Regions from separate parts of the Rattus norvegicus genome. Here region 1 is linked to region 2. The links are chromatin contacts, called in public Hi-C maps. All regions are on one chromosome and are shown on one strand. Each heading gives the region's core, a stretch centred on a gene start, on an enhancer-like site or on the middle of the called end of the contact. The rest is flanking DNA. Distances are from core to core; before and after follow the strand shown.

Region 1 (2,700 bases), core at 183-2,682, 600 kb before region 2:
GGATCCTGTCATTTGTCACAAGGTTTCCCTGGAGGACGTTGTACTGAGAGAAATGATCTAGACACAGAGGTATGAGCACAGCCGTGTGCTCGTTTATATGCAGAATCTACACTCGATGGAAGCAGAGAAGCAGAGTGTAGGGTGGTGATTGCTAGGAGCTGCAAAGATGGTGGAGACGTGGGCTGTTGGTTAAAAGACAGGAAGAAAGTTCCGGAGAGCCAGCCAACAGCATGGCTGCTGTAGTGACTACTCGGCTGCACATCAGAAACTTGCTGAGAGAAGATCTTAAATGTTCTCACCACACACACAGATGTTGACTATGATGGTAGATCACAGGATGCTGACTGACTTGCTGGGGTAGCCATGCTGCCTGGCCACAGCCAAATGAAGTTAGACGTCAATGGTAAGATAAGTGGAAAACCTCCACGTGTGAGGAAAACTTGAAGTATTAACTCACAGAGGAAACCAAGAGAAGGTGGAATATTACAGAAACCCCCATTGGTGGAATTGTATAGCTCTAGACTATTCCAAAATTTAAAAAGGAAGCCATGGAGGACAGACTATAGATTGTGTAAAAATGTATGTTTGATAGCTGGTAGATAGATAGATAGATAGATAGATAGATAGATAGATAGATAGATAGATAGATAGATAATCAATAGATGGATCTGACTAATTAAAGAATTACCTTCAGAATTGAATTTACAGAGTGTATGCAACATTAATAAACGATTACCCGAATTAGAATGTGCAAGCTATTTGGGAAAACACTTCATAAAATAGGATAAGGGAACGGTTGGTCAAGTAAGTACCTGAGAAGAGATCAACATCATTGTTAGTGAGGGAATCATGAGCATGCCGCTTCGCATGTGCTTAGGATGCACATAAGCACATTAGACAAGTGCATGCATTAACTACTGATTCAAAGTTAAAACTGAGACCAACTTTCAAAAAATGTGTCAATCATCACCTACCATGGGGTGGAGCAATTCTACAGCACGTCCCCAAGAGAAATGGAATTCCATCTTCCCCAAATGACTTAGCCACATGTTTATGGCATATTTATTCATAATAAACAAGGTAAAAATAACCCAAATGTTCATCGGACAAATGAGGAAACAGTGATATAATACTCACCAGTGAAAAGGAACGGATTCCTGGTGTGTACGACAGTGCAGAGAAGTCTCCAGAAGACGCATTAGTCAGTCATCCAGAAAGGTGGGAAGAGATGTTGTATACATATGGATAGATTGGATAGATAATAGATAGGTGGCTGGCAGGAGACAGAGGAGAGATGGAGAGGTGGGTCGATGTAATGTAGCTGACGTGGGTAGAGAGAGGAAGAGAAAGCCAGAGTCTGTTGTGACTCTGAGCATTATGGCGACTGAGAAGTCCTGACATCTGGTGGCCACAAGATGGGGACATAGGAAAGCTGCTGCCTCTAACTCAGCCTGATTCCTAAGGCTTGGAAAGCAGGGTGGGGGTGGGGAGTGTTGGTTCTCTAAGCCCTGGAGATGGCAGACCCAGGGATAGGAAGCAGGGGCTGTCCTAGCTGAGGAAAAGAGGTGCCCTACCTCTGCATTTTTGTGCGATGTAAGCCTCGCTCCTAGGATGACATCCATCTACAGCAGTGAGGACAGATCCCACCTACAGATCACAGGCAGTCTACCAGGTTGATGCTAATCTCCTGCAGAGAGAGCCTCGTAGGCCCAGAGATCTTGTTTGCAGGGGCTTTGGCCTTAGCATAGCCAACCTGGCCTGTGAAATTACTGCCACGTATAAGCTGAGTGAAGAAACCAGTCACAAAGGGGGCTCACCCTGTAAGTCCTTCCCCACGAGGTTCACCAATAGGTAAGCCAATCTCTGGTGATGAGTTACTCTGTGTGGGGAGAGTTTACTGGGAAGCAGCACAAAGAAATTCTGGAAGACGGTGGAAATGTTTTCTATGTTGATTCAAGAGCTGCTTCATAGCCACACACACACACACACACACACACACACACACACACACACACACACACACACACTTGGCAAAAGTTCTCAATGTGTACTCACGTCTACATATTTCTCTGCATAAGCTATACCTCATCAAATCGGAATTTTTAGGGCAGAACAGATGGCTCTGTGTGTGAAAAGGACTTGGTGCACAAATGTGAGGACCCGAGCTTGGGTTCCAAAAGCCCATGAAATGCTGGTGCAGTAGCACATCTGTCCCTGGTGTGCCTCCTTTAAGATGGGGGCTGGAGGCAGGAGAATCCTGGGACACTCCAGCCAGCGAGCCTGGCTTCTGAAGCTCTGAACAGTTGAGATTGTCCTGCCTCTACCAGCCACTGTGGCACAGACATGCCCCATCATCCCTCCTCCCTTCTTCCCATCCCTCCCTCCTCCCCCCTCTCTCCCCTTCTTCTCCCTCTCCCTCACCCTCTCTCTCTCATACACACATGCACACACACACACACACACACACACACACACACACACACACACATTTGGAAAAAGTCCTATTTTAAAGTAATTTGTGGAATTAAACCTTAAATTCAATCACAAATATTATTAAAACTCTTCTGCTCTGGTTGTCAGAGAAGCCACACATAGCTAAGGGTATACATACCCAGGTCTTCTAAAGCTTGGGTATGATTTTAAAGGCTTATTGTGGTCAATGGGACCTAACTTCACAAATGTAAATTAGACATGAATATT
Region 2 (2,700 bases), core at 17-2,516:
CACAATAGTAAACACAATTCAGAAAAAATTAGGTTCTCAAAACTATCTAGACAAATATATCACTGATACAATCAACTTAACATTAGTCACACATACAAAAAAAAACATGGCGAAGGTCTAATACATCATTCCTGACAATTCTCTTCACGGTAAAAAAAAAAAAGAAAAGAAAAGAAAAACACGATTGCCCAATATGATTGACATTCTGTGCAGGATTACCATCCTTTTAACAGACTGAAAATGTGTATGCTTTTCACAACTGTTTACACACATATAGATTTGACTTTGGGCTTTTTATTTTTTTAAGGCATGTGAACTCAAAGACCAAAACATGAAATATAGCAATAGGTATATTTTCCCAATTTTCAGTTTTGATACCGGGATAACATCATTTCATTTCTTTATATTCATAATCTTCATTTCCCCCTTTTAAAATCTAGACACTATTATCCATTCTGTCTCTGTACATCCCCAAATATTACTGATTCAACCGTTTCCCTTAATCTTCTTGGTTTTCTTTCCCATATACTCCCTAGCCAACACACACACACACACACACACACACACACACACACACACACACACACACTTTCACATGCTCATTCCATTTCAAAACACCCAACCAACTCTTACAGTTGGTTGGCTTTTTTTTTTTCTTTCAAACAAAATCACTCCTATATTGCTCTTGTTTCCTCTCCTTAATTTGGCACTCCTTTTGAAATAATTTTACACACCAAAACACCAATGTCTTTCTTTCACAACATCAATCTGCGGAAGGGGAAAAGATTAGGAACCGGGGAAGTGAAACATTTGGGAATGTCAAAGAGACAGCGACCTCTCCTTCGGGAGGAAAATACAACTCTCATCACCGAGCTGTCGACATAGTGAGACTTTTCTTCAGGCGTGCTCCGGTTCCCCTCCTGACCTCAACGCCACCTTCCTGGTGCTCTGCTTCCCTGTCCTCGGCTGTGTGTCCGAGGGGCAGCAGAGCCCGGCGGCCGCCACCTTCTCGCCGGCAGCGGCCCCACCACTCACCTGGCAGGTGCGGACGTCCGGAGAGCTGCACGAATCGGTTGAGCTGTCCGGTGCCCCGACCCCCGCCGGCCGCGCCGGCCCCGCTAACCCCGCTGGCCCCGCCGGCTGCGCCTCCTCCCCGCCGGCGGTTCCGGTCCCAGCCCTGGGCAGCCGACATGGCCCGCTAACGATTGCCGCAGCCCGGTCCCGGCAAGCCCCTGCCCCGATAGCGCGAGCCGAGCCTCCTTCCCGGGCTCCTCAAGAGACCCGGGAGACAGGGGCCGGGGGAGCGCCGAGCTCACCAGCAACCAATGGCTGGCCGCCTTGGTGACATAGAACCAATGGGCAGTCGTTTTCTTGGCAGGTGGAGGGAGGCGGGGAGAGACGTGGTAACCATAGCTATAGCTAAAAGAGGTGGGGGGGAGAAAGGCATAAACAGCCGCTCACTGAGCGCACCAATTCTCAGGAGCTAGCCCGCTTAGCTGGGAGGCTGGGTGCTCAGACCAGACAGTCGAAAGCCGAGTGAGGAGGCTACGCCTGAGGAGACTCCCAAGCAGGGCCGCTGCCCCGGCATGGTCGGTACTCCGGAACTCTGCCCATAAGCATTGTATTTAGAAGTATCATATGTACACAATGCATGTACTTGGTGTAGGTACATCTGTCTGCAGCTATGCCGACTGAGACCCGGTCTGCGGACTGTTGCCACACACAAAGGGCTCACGGGAGGTGGGGGCGGAGGGGCGGAGTCAGATGAAATCTAAAAAAACTCCCGGCTTTCATCATTTGTTTTGTTTCATAGTGGCACTGCCGGGACTCTTCGCCGTCGTAAGCCACGTCAAGAGCAAACCTGATTAGCAAATACCGAAAACTGTTCGATCTTAGAGTAATCATAGAAACACAAATGAAAATTCCAGTAAGAAACCTTTCAGGCTTCACATACATCAATGAAGATCTTTAAATATCACACAGCTTCTGTAAAAAAAAAAAGAAAGAAAGAAAGAAAAAGATACTCTCATAAATGACCAACGATCATGTAAATGTTTCTACTCACAAAAACAAAACAAAAAAAAACCTCAATTGTTTTACAATATACACAACGACAGAAAATGAAACGGACGATGTGATTTTAAAATGTAAAGATCAGAACTTCCTATCGTTTCAAAATTAAACAGAAAATTTGGCTTAGGACTCGGGGAGGCGCAGTGCACAGTGGGAAAATGCAGATACACATTGCTGTTTCCAAATAAGGAAAAAACATAATTTTCTCAAGGGGGACAAAACCTTTCAAGATTAGCTGACCCTCTTGATGTTTCACACATGAGAACCTCACACGTTGGATTTTTTTTTTTTTTTTTTTTTTTTTTTTAAGGATTGGGGTGGAGAAGGAGAGAATGCTGAGACCAGAAATACCCTTTGACCTCAGCAAATTTCTTGTCGCCAGGAGATTTTGGTTTTGTCCCCACACCCAGTTTCTGTAGGAAAATTAGTATTTTATCCTCTATGCATTATAATACAGTTTATTGAAATGTTTGACATCTGAAAAAAGAGGAAACCAGCGATGCTAGGGGTGTAGGTAGCTCAGATGCTTAAGTACTTGTCTAGCACCAAAGGTGCAGTCCCCTGCCACAGAATAAAACTCAGCATGGTGGCACATTCTTGTAACCCCAGAACTGGGGATGGATGGTG

What was found. Hi-C and Micro-C count contacts between places; a contact is called where the count stands out from the background.
Region 1: a contact with region 2 is called in a Hi-C map of Schwann cells, with 9 times the contacts expected there. The contact joins the enhancer-like site here to the promoter of Klhdc10 in region 2. A contact is called at or near these places in 4 of 12 Hi-C or Micro-C datasets (the A7r5 cell line, the Rat2 cell line, Schwann cells and 1 more).

Annotation. Positions count from the first base shown.
Region 1 is chr4:60,586,408-60,589,107 of GRCr8, reverse strand. No RefSeq gene overlaps it. Among named protein-coding and RNA genes, the nearest start is that of Mir3556a, 30 kb to the left of the region's middle. Within about 2 kb of position 1,432, at least 7 of the 93 cell types and tissues checked have an H3K27ac peak or open chromatin away from gene starts, as enhancers often do. A contact at or near this core is called in the A7r5 cell line and Schwann cells, where this site is marked.
Region 2 is chr4:59,987,337-59,990,036 of GRCr8, reverse strand. It overlaps Klhdc10 (kelch domain containing 10), which reads right to left and starts at 1,266. Exons shown (of 9, transcript NM_001017456.1): 1 at 1,036-1,266. The coding sequence starts at 1,192.